Linked DNA regions of Drosophila melanogaster: region 2 is linked to region 1. The links are chromatin contacts, called in public Hi-C maps. All regions are on one chromosome and are shown on one strand. The core of a region is the stretch at or near the end of the contact, and the rest is flanking DNA. Distances in the headings are between cores, read along the strand shown. Region 1 holds the start of CG34278. Region 2 holds the start of lncRNA:CR46035 (long non-coding RNA:CR46035).

What was found. A called contact is a pair of places that touch in the nucleus more often than the background predicts.
Region 2: a Hi-C map of the Kc167 cell line shows a contact between it and region 1, with 4 times the contacts expected there. A contact is called at or near these places in 4 of 107 Hi-C or Micro-C datasets (the D17-c3 cell line, the Kc167 cell line and wing imaginal disc) and 1 of 7 datasets of targeted methods (the Kc167 cell line).

The regions. Positions count from the first base shown.
Region 1 is chr3R:17,117,622-17,123,398 of dm6, forward strand. It overlaps CG34278, which reads left to right and starts at 2,844. Exons shown (of 1, transcript NM_001104347.2): 1 at 2,844-3,187. The coding sequence starts at 2,858. The coding sequence ends at 3,133. cher (cheerio) reads right to left here. Exons shown (of 19, transcript NM_001275730.1): 2 at 1,116-1,533. It overlaps CG42779, which reads left to right and starts at 3,956. Exons shown (of 1, transcript NM_001300441.1): 1 at 3,956-4,466. The coding sequence starts at 3,972. The coding sequence ends at 4,157.
Region 2 is chr3R:17,700,552-17,706,328 of dm6, forward strand. lncRNA:CR46035 (long non-coding RNA:CR46035) reads left to right here and starts at 3,144. Exons shown (of 1, transcript NR_133415.1): 1 at 3,144-5,030. The region is part of intron 4 of osa (osa,); the gene reads right to left. lncRNA:CR46036 (long non-coding RNA:CR46036) reads left to right here and starts at 190. Exons shown (of 1, transcript NR_133414.1): 1 at 190-1,322.

The sequences.
Region 1 (5,777 bases), core at 1,594-4,093:
TGAACTTTCGAGAGCAGGCGACTTTGGAATACGCTTCTCGGGGTAATTCCGAACTTTTATTTGAAGTCAAACTTTTCTATGACTTTCAGCACGTTAGGTTTCTTCAAGAATAACAATTTTTATTTTGAGGCTGAAATATCTTTTTCAGAGTAACGATTGTGGTATCTTTTAAATTGTCTCTGGAGTTTATTGAAATTTATTATATTTTAGAACGTTTGTTAAGTGATGAAATGATGAAGATAATATGTAAATAAACATTTGAGTGGTTCACATTGAAGAACTCCGTATTTCCGTCAAGCTTGCGAGTTGCCCTTATCTCTTAGCCGGCGAAACAAGTTCCCAGGTAACTCCGCCTAATTCATTGTTTACCACCAACTTGCCCGAAAAGTTCCCGAAAAGGGTATACAGACAGAAACGCCGCGAAGATCGAGCACAAAGCGGAGTGATCAGAAGGCGACGGACAAGGGAGCAAAGCGGAGTTCGCGTGCCACACACAAACCGAGGAAACCACCGAAAAACCAACAGAAATAGAGAAGTAGAGCCCCCGCGGCCCCCCCTCACAATTGTCTGTCTGGGCCAGGCCAACAAGGGGAATACGGCTAGAAGAAGAAATTAGAGTGAAGTGCTCGAGTGCGCAGCGTGTGAAGTTCATTAACATTTTCATTAATTGCGAAATGCCGCGACAAAACGCAGTGTGAACTGCAGCACTTACAAAAACTACAGTGAAACGGTGCTTAGATAAATCATATATCTAATTTCTGTACATAGTAGTTGGTTGAAAAAGTTAACTGCTCTATTATCACTAAATTTGAATTGTCCAGTTCTGCATTTATAGCTTCTAATGTGTAGCATTCAATCCTTTAAAAAAAAGGTGTTTCTCAGAATGATAAACTCCTAGGAATTCCTAAAAATCTACGGTTATCTTTCATTCTTTTCAAACGTAAAATAAGGGAATATTTTAAAGACTTCGATTAAGGGAATTTGATTTTTGAATTTGATTCGCGACAATCAATTTTCGAATGACCGGGAGTTTCCTGAAACTTCATCATAGTGAAGTTCGCCTGTGGCTCACGCACACTGCCGCACTCTATTCGCACACACACACACACACACACCTGTTGATGGCAAACGTCGTAGTGTGCGGCTGGCTGTTGGGCGTAGAAATGTAAGTTGCTAAAGTTGTGCTCCAAATTGTTATTGTTGCTATTGCTGGTCGTATAAACACACGCGTTTTGCTGATTTTGCTGCGAATTTGGCGCGTTCTTTCTGCCGTGACTGTTGCTGTTGTTGTAGTAGTGGTTGCCCGTATTACTGCTGTTGTTATTGTTGCTGAGGAATATGGTCGCCTGCGTCGTTTGACCGTTTGTATAATTCGCGTTTTGCACCAATTCACCGCCGTGCGTTAAATTTGCCGATCCGGGACCGTCAGCGTTGTTACTCGAGCACGTACCACCGTTAAATAAATTCTTATTTTTAAACGTTGAAGTTTGTCGCCGATCACCGGCATTCGGATCCGCCATATCAGCTGATTTGCTGAATAAAGAGAGGGGCGAGAGAGCGGCAAACAAAAAATAAAACAAGAGAGCATTTTCTTTCTCTTTAACATTTTGAGAATTGTGTTCTCTTAAAAATGTCTTTTTCTCAGCCAGCACACAAAACCAGTTTTCGAAAGAAAATTATTAACAGATTCAAGTTCAGTTTCAGTGTGAGAGCGTAAAGTTAAATATGTATATTTTATAACTTATAAGAACTTCGATATGCCCCAAAGTATGCACCAATAATAATCGGCTTTTCAAAGAGTGGTTACCCAAAATAAAGTTTTTTGTTAAAATATAACAGGTTTATACGACATTATTCCATTCCATTCAATTTTTCTATTTCAATTCCATTATGTTTTTTTTTACTTTATATTTATTTAAAATTTTAAAAAACACCCAATATTAATCTGCCATCAAAACAACATTAGTAGCATAAGCGTAAGCTCGGAGCGATAATAATATTACCCAGTAAATCAGTGACTAATAAACCAGTCATAGAATAAAACGATTCATTTTATTCGTTTTAGTGCACAAAAGCCATTGGTAATGTTTAAAAATATTTGCTATTTTAGTCGGCAGCATTACCATTCGTATATATGTATGTAGTTATATTCGTATATATAGGGGGGCCAAGCCCTGGAATTCTCAAATCCCGACCCTTTTTCAGAACGTGAACCCAAATAAAGTGACTCATGATCCCCTTGCACACCCACACCAACGCCCATGACCAGGGAAGAGCAAATAATTCTGGTAAATATTTGGCATATTTGAGGATTGCTTTTGGCAGTGCCTTTTAATTCCACTCCCCCTTTTTTCCGCCTGATCAAATGCAAAAACGAAAGGCAGAAGCAAATGCACGGCGTCGGCCAGACAAGTGAATGAGCCAAGCAAATGGGGCTGACAACCAGCGACCTTCTCGATATGGTTAGGAATTGTTAATTTTAGCCAAATGAGTCAAAGTCAAAACGGGTAGCTATGTACATACATATGATGAGTATGAGTAATGTTGTTTTTTTTTTTTTTTTGGCTCTGTGGAGTCCTTCGCGAAATTCCCCAAGGGAGTTATCCTTATAAGGCACTCACTTTCCTAACCACACTACTCGCCAAAAACAAAGCTAATCTATATCTAGACAATAAAATAATTCCATGATTACGTTCTCTGATGTTTGCCCAATTGTTTCTTTTAATGAGATTTTTTACTCTTGTCATGGAAAATAAATTTTTCGCAATTGTCATAATATTTGACTAGCCAAAAAGGAAAAGTATATATTCGCGAGGTTTTGGCAGTAAATTACCACTGCATCTACGGAGTTATCAAAATGAAGTTTTTCGCTGTTCTCTTCCTCTTCTGCGGCATTGTAGGATTTGCCATGGTTGCTTCTACGTCACCCTCTGCGGACTATGATTACGGATCTGATTCAACTACGGAACAGGACACTACCGCCCCTGCATCTGACACTACCCTAGCTCCCTTGGCACAGCCTCCATGTGGCAGCGGACCCCAAGGACCCTGTGGACAAGTCCCTCCCCCACTGCCGCCCTGCGTGGGAGGTCCTGGTGGCCTTTGCGGCAAGAAACTTTACTTCTTCTACTAAATTAATTCTAACTAGGTTAATTATTCTGAAGCAATAAAGTGAAAAAAGTTTTAGACCTATCAATTAGCCATTTTTAATGATTTACTCAGCCTTAAAATTATGGTTTACCAAGCGTTAACCAATGACATTTTGCAATATAACTATAATTATAAATAAAACAAAGAAGAGGAATGTAGATTTCTTCGACTATCTGATACCCGTTACTCAGCTCTCGATAGTTTATGACGTAAGAGTGGGCGAGACATCATTTTAAAACCAACTTGCGCTGCGTCTACTTCTATAGAATCATTATAATTATTAATAATTATGCATAATAATAATAGCAATAATAATAATACTGTTAACTTTTTAGCATTATTGTTTCCGAGATCTGTTAGAATAAGTTATATAAGTTAGAAAACGATTTCTTATAGCTTTTAGATACTTTTAAACAAACCTAGTATACCCTTATACTCTACAATTAACGAGTATAAGTTGACGATTAATTTGTTAGGTAAATAACAAAGCTCTAGCTAATGCTAATGTTCCTCATAAACTCAGCTTACGATTTAAAATACTTTAAATAATTAATATAAAGCACTTGTTTAAGAAAATCATAACCAATCCGGTTAAAACGTGTACTGTATATTTACACGTGCTAAACATTTGCCACGTGTACATTTATTTTTGGAAAGGCAAATTAGAGTATTTACTCAACTGTCCTAATCCATCACTCCATCCACCATTTCATCCATCAAATCTTGCAAGCACTTGTGTTAACAATTGTTCTGAAGTCTTATTCGTATATAAGGGCAAAATATGTTGAGTGAAATATCAGTTTCGATTTAAAGTTAGCAACATGAAGTTTTTTGCCATCCTCCTCCTTTTGTGCACCATGGTAGCTGTTGCAATTGCCGCAACAACAACAACAACAACGGAGAACATTGATTGGGGTTCTGCAAGTACAACTGAAATACCGGCAACAACTACAGCAACTCCATGTGAATCAGCTGACGCCAAGAAATTATATTTCTTTTATAAATAATATGGCTTCAAAATATTCATATTTTTGAGTAAAATAAAAATATAGAACAATCCCAAAAACTTCAAACACCTAAATAGCACTTCTACAAGGTTCAATGCGTATAACAATCGTATATTTTGGACTCGAAACCTTCACTACATTCCACAAGGAAGTGGAGCTGCTCGGGGACAGCTGGCCATATGGAACAAGTGCGTCTGGCTGAGGATACCCTTATATGGAAATAAACATTTCAAATCGGGCCAAAAACGGCGGCCAAGTGACGATGAATACGTGAGGCGCCACTTGCATCGCTGGGGAATCGCATGAATCAGCGTCGACGAACGCCGCCAATGAAATGCTAAATAAATTTGCACTTCCATTTTAATTAATTTGAATTTATTTGAAACTAAAATTACACCCAACATTTGCACAGCGAAGGCGCAAGTGAGCAAATTTCGACCGCCCATTGGACTAAAAATAAATTGACAAATATTTAGTTTTTATGAACAGGTAATGAGAACCACATGTCCTCCATTTTCGTCGTGAATATATCGTGGAAAATCGTGTGGGTGAAATGCAACGTTTGCCGATCGGATAAGGGCCACCCTAGGCCCACAAAACAACAAAAAAAAAAACTCACTTTTCTGGACGCCATATCGATGGTTTTTCTGTTGGTTGATAGGGATCGCTGTCGAATGATCTCGAGTTGTAATACTTTAGTGGGGGTGCTTAATACTGAACACTTGATGGCCCGCTAATTACACAATTCCTGGCGTGGCGAGCACGTTTCTCTCTAAAAAAACACAACACAAACACGACTGGCAAATCCTTCGTTTTTTTTCGTAAACAAATTTCAGAATTTCTTTCTTTTGGTTTTGAAAATGTGTGCACGAAATGCGCGCGTTGCTTTCGGGTTCTTTGCTACACGTACTCGTACTGGCCGCGACAATTTCTCAACTCGACTGAGTTGTGTGCGCCTCCTTGCTCAAAGTTTTTATGCAGCCAAATGCTCGCCGCTTATTGCTCAATTTCTTTATTATTATTTTCTCAGATAAATCATACAGACGGGGATCATCTTAAGTAACTCCCTAAGCAAATATTAGGTAACGCTTATAGGTTATAATTCCAAAAGATACTTTCTACACACTCCTACTGGTTGACAGATAACAAAGGTTTGCCTTCGATTTTTTCTATTATTATTTCAAGTTGGAAATGAAATTAGAATACAATATTATTATGTATATCATAGTTATAGTATAAAATATAAAATTGTGGTTTGTATTTTTATTTTTTTCAGATCATATTAAATAAATGAATACATTTCTCACAAGTTTCTAAAAGTGCATCCTCGTCTGTCAAAGGTCTTCAATACATAATTTGTTCAATATTTATCTCGCTTCATGTTTTGTGTTGTGTTTTTGGTATTGCGTGTGACGTTGACTCGGCGTCGCAGTCGCAGTCGCAGTCGACGTCGACTGCACTCTTGACTCTGTTTGGCAGGTTTTTGGCGACGCTACCACATGAGACCCCCCAGTCCCCACCCACCGCTTGCCCCGCAATCCCCCCCCACCCCCTGCAACTCATCACAAATGTGATTTTCGACGCGCAGCTGATTTTGTTGTTATTCTTTTCATAGAACTG
Region 2 (5,777 bases), core at 1,894-4,393, 580 kb after region 1:
ATAAGAATTATATGTACTTATCAGACTGCTTCTATAAAAATATATTAGTTTATTCTGTACATCTAAGCACATAATATTAAAATCTCTCTACAGCAAAACTCTCCCCTTAAAATATAATAAGCCTAAGCCCCTGACAATCCACAGCGGCAGTAGAAAGAAAAATACAACGAACGAACGAACGAGCGAGCGAACGTTGTTCGTTTTGGTATCTGAGAAATTAAGTGAAGTGAAATGAAATGTACGACGACGAACTGACGGCACAAGGCGGCGGCATGGGATGGTATGGTATGGAATAGTATGAGATGGCGATGTCGATGGGGTGCGGAGACGTAGCTGAGCGGGGCATAAAAGCTATGTGGAACGAACCGAGCAACCGAGCAAGCAACCAACCAGCCAACGAGCAAGCGGACGAGCGACAACAGCAAAGGCAAAGGCAAAGGCGACGGACGGCTGCAACTTGAAGCGTTCCAAGGGGCGTTTGAGAGGTGGGGGGATGGCGGCGGGTGTTCTGGCGACGGATGGAGGCTACGACTACCCGGGGTTCGGGCAAGTGGCTGTGGTAGTTATGGCGCGCTCGAAGCGAACGAAAGGCAACGGCAACGATGACAAAGACGTAGATAAGGAACAGAAACATGCACACACAGATACACACCCATACCGAGGCACGTACACTCTAAATGTTGGAATATAATAAAATGAAATAAGCAACGACGGCAACGGCGGCACTGCCAGGCAAGACGACCAGGCCATTCGTACGAATTCGAATTCGCATTTTAGCGAGGGGTTTTCTCGAGGGGGCAAGGCGGTACGGTACGGGCACGGGCACGGTACACCACTTGAGTTGCGAGACGATGACGAGAATAGCAAGCAAGCAAGCAAGCAAGCTGGCAAAACCAAAAGCAGGCGGGCAGAAGCAAAGCTAAAGGCCAGGCCGGATAGAATGCTTTGTCCAACGGGGCGTAGTGGGGTTAGATTTTAGGGGAACGGACGGGCACAAACAACAAGCGGCCCACGTTTGTAGTCCGCATCCGTATCTGTGTGTGTGTGTGTGTGTGTGTGTGAGCCTGTGGTCGCGTAGAAAAATTACTTGGAAAGAAAAACAAGCGCCTTGCGGATACAACAACAATGAAATCATTTATAACGAAAATAATGCGAGGCAAACACAAATAAAAAAAAAAAAGATAAAAATATGGGGAAACACACCTCCTCCCACACCTCTGGCCCGGCCCCCTTGCCCCATCAAATCGCAATCGAGCGCAGCTAAATAAAGTTCAGCCAAGATTTGCGCGCCAAAAGTGTTGAGAGTTCGATTTTTGGGCACGATTTCAGAGAAGGGGACTCGCCCTTGGACCCCACTTGAAAACCGAAAGAGCAAAAAGCAAAAGACCCCATCATCTTTCATCGTTCGTTCTCAAGATGCGATGATGATGTAGCAGCATTGGCCACAAGTTCGACTTTTGGCCCTCGAAAGCGCACTTCACCGCATTTTATGCCGTGTCATCTGTGGACGTTCATTTAAATAAAGAATATGCATGCCTACATGTTAGTTGTTGGCTGGATGGGTAGGTAGGTATGTTTATGTCTGGCTGTCAGCTGCTGCCGATGGAACCGCTGGTACTACCGGCGGTACTGGTGCCTCTGGTGGGACCTTTGTGGCTTATCACCTTAAAACCTTTAGCAGTGAATGTGGCAAGCGAGCGTTGCAAAAAATAAAAAGGAAACCAAAAACAAGGACTGGCATACATGTGCTTGTTATGCGGCCAGCGAAGAGATAAAAAATAAGAGAATTAAATGCACAAAGGAGCGGCACACACGAAACCGGCGGAAAGGAGAGGGGCAGCCGGGAATTTATAAACACAGCCATTCTCGGAGAGAAAAAGTAATAAACTCGGGGATATCATAAAAATGAAAACAAGAGGGAAGGGCCAGGCCAACGCATGCAACCCGCATTCTGAAATACCCTAGCTGAAAGGTTTTGCCATTCCAATTAGTAAGTTTCAAGCTAGTAGGATGATGCGTTGTAAAGATTACGCTCTATCGTCATAGATTAAAAAAAAAACAGTTCCATTAAAAATTGCAGGAAAGCAATATTCCTAATAAGCACCGTTGTAAGAGTGTTTAACTAGCTATAACTATTTATCTAGTTAAAAGTATTAGTATTTTAAAGCAACTAAACCTTTTGCTAAGAATACCACTCAAGTAGCACAAATTATAATGCCCCACTGCAAAGGGTGAAAACCTCAAAAACTGAAGCAATGAGAATGCGAAACAAACAAAAAAATAGTTCACCACCACATCCCGCATAGTCTCAGTCTCAGTCCCAGTACCCGCCGTCGTCTCCATTCTCGCAATCTCCACCCCCTCAAGTGCAATGGTTGGTTTTCATTATGCACAGCTTGTTCGCCGGATCGGAGGGGTTTAACCTCAGAGCCAGGGAACGAGATACTATATATATATATATATGTATATAAAGAACAGAGCACAGCTGAGCGACAGCCAGTCCGACTGTCGCTCATTAGACATCCATCCTCCACCTCCCAGTGTGGGAGAGGGTCGGTCTACGTCTCCATCTGCATCTGCATCTGCGTCTGGGTCTGGGGTCTGGATCTGTTTCTGATTCTGAATCCGATTCTGGGTCCGAGTCCGCTCGGATCCATGCTCATGCAATTTCTGTTTGCGCTTGCTGGAAATTTTATGAGCGAATCGAAAGTTTGTGCAATTGTGTTGAGTGTGCATGGCGCACATTGCACAAGGCAACCCAGACAGTACCACAAAACGCAGATGAACATACAGTCCAACTTCCCTGTGTTGATCTACAAATCGAATCATACTGAATAATTACAGATTCCTGGAATTATGATTAAGATCTAAGAAGTAGTAGTACATAAGTTTTACTCATTATTTTCTATTGAATCCAAATCATGAATTAATCAGAAATTATATTTTTAACCAAAATGTTATGGAAATCAAGCATTTCGAAAATTATAGCAATAATCAACCATCTGAAGTCCTTAGGGAATTCTTGGGTTTTTTTTTTGTTCATGATAAATAGTTCGAGTTATAGAAGTTCGACTGTATATAGAGAACAAATACTCGCATATTCGTTTATTCGTATACCAGCAGCAGAAGTCGCTTTGGATCTGCTCGGTTCGGTTGGGTTTGGTTCGCTTCGTTTTGTTTCGTACCGTTTCGTTTGCTCGTTGGCTGCTTTTGCCAGCGGAGCAGCAGTCAGTCGGTGGCCCCAATCCTTGCCCCGCACCTTCCGCCCTCATCCACTTACAATATGGCAAACTAACAGACTGTCAGACTGACTGGCAATCCGACGCAGCAACAGAGCAACAGACCAACAGCCACTGGCAGCAGTAAAAGCGAAAAAACGAACAACGAACGAACAACAACAGCCAACGTTGGCAGTCAACCACTTTGAGTGCTCAGACAAATGTCCCATTAATCGCACACTGGGCTCCAACCGAAAACACACGGCCCAGAGTCGCAGCCAGAGCTGCCAGAACCGGCAAGAGCCAGAGCCACAGCCACAGCCAGGGCAATAGCTAAAGCAAAAGCCAAAGCCATAGCCAGAGCCAGAGCCAGGCCAGACCAGACCAAAGCGATCCAATCCGACCGACCCTACTCGACTCAACTCGACTCGTTTCGAGCAACGTTTCGATTCGTTCGTGGTGTGTATCCAAACGAGTGAACTGAAAAACAAGCGCACAATCACACGACTCTCTGTATGTATAAAATTTGTATGCGTTCGAAACGAGGCAGTACACTGAAACATAAGCTGGGCGGCCTTTTGATAGGATATTATAAAGAACCATTACCTTGCCATTTTCATTAAATTATTGTTTCTGATCAAGTCACTCATCAAAAGACTGAACTTTGGCCTAAGATTCCAAACCCAGAGTAATCATATATTTCTTTCAAAGAATTCTTCTCTGTGCATCAGCGCCAACTGAAATGAACGTTCTTTTTATTTCGACTTTATTTTTGCCTTTTTTACTGGCTGCGCCGCCTGTTAAAATGAAAAACGATGATGATGCCGCCGCCGCCGCCGCTGCTGCTGCCAACAATAACAACAACGACAACGCAGCAGAGTCGCAGGCACAGCAATGAGTGGAGCACTAAAATCCCAGCAACAACGGACGAAGAAAAACCGGCAAAATTGTTCATTGGCAGTTGGAAGGCACCATAATGAAGGGGCACAGGGCACGGGGAAGATGGGGGGACCCGGTTGCGGAAAGGCCGTGCCATGTGGCTCTGGGGCTTTTGGGCTCGCAATCGCAATAGCAATAGCAATGGCATTCGCATGCCGGTGGTTTGAGTTTGGGCCCAAAGCCCCAACCGTGTGCACTGCACCACAGACAATTTCGGCTGGCATTAAATGAATGCAGCAGTTGTGTGCTGCTGGCGGCTGGCTGGCCCGCAAATTTCAGATGCTGATAGGCATACAGATAGATAGTCATGCCAATTGCCCACAGAGCAGAGAGAATATGACGCAGAACAGTCGACTTGAAATAAGTTTCTAAACTAGGACACGTCGATGGGGCTGGCTGTGTGCTCTTGAAAATCAATGGGACTGCCACCAGCCACTGGGTGGCTTAAATAACACGCTATATAGAAAAGGTGTCCCAACTGCCGCAGAAAGAGGAAAGCGGCGGCTAAAAGCCATCAGTAGTTAAATATTATTGCTGGCAGTTGGCTTTTGTTCAGCAACACACGGCGAATTTAAAGCGGCTTACAAAATGCAATTCGAAATCGACCAGCTTAAATAACAATGGACGGGCGGCAGGGACTTCCCCCGACTTTGGAAGTTTGGAGTGGCTTAAAACCAGCATTGGCTGCGGCTGATTACAGTTTTCGTTCGGTTTCGGCTCGTTTTCAGTTGGTTTCAGTGTTGAATTGGCCAGAAACGCGGATTTAACCTTGCAACACCCAATTAAAACGCAAAGGAAAACCGATTGGTTTGATTTTGTAAAGTGTTTTGAGTGCACTGGGTTGAGACAACAAATATACTATATTATATTGACATACGTTCGCTTTTCATTTTGGCATCCAATGGAACTTTTGGTTATGAAAGTGATGTGGTGAATTGAATAATTCAACGTTTCGTATACATCCAAATCGAATACATTCGGTTATGACGCAGGAAAATGGGAAATTAAGATTTGGTTAGGGGTCTTAAGGTGAAGGGATAATAGGATAGTTGGCAGTTATATATGACTTCCCATCTCTTAAGATCTTGGGAGGAGAGTTTATGGCCACCTCAATTATCGCTAATGATATGGATCGATGGCGGCTGAAGAGGACCTGAGTTGATGAGAGTACACATAAAATGTAAACAACCCGCTATACAACAACGGCAACAAGAACAACATCGACGACGCGAAGGAGATGGAGGTGAAGCAAGAACAAGAACAACAATGACCTTGGCATTGACCCAAATATATGGTAACAGACGCTTTGTGTGTGATCTTGAGTGTAGTCATGCGAGTGTGTTGGTTGCATATACATGCCACATACCAAAATATAAAGGGAATGAGGGGGAAAAAACCGAAATACGAAATAAAGAAATGTGGTATGGGGCACAGGAGGATTGTCGACCGTGCAGAGCAATGTGCGAGGGCGATGGGGGATTGCGGGTGGAACAGGGGCAGGGGACTCGCAGGAGAAAGGGGAGCAGGGACAGCCACGACGGCCGCGGACATGCTGAATGAATAAATGGGGTACAAAGTAAACGCACACATCCGCAGGCACGTCACATCCACAGATGCGGC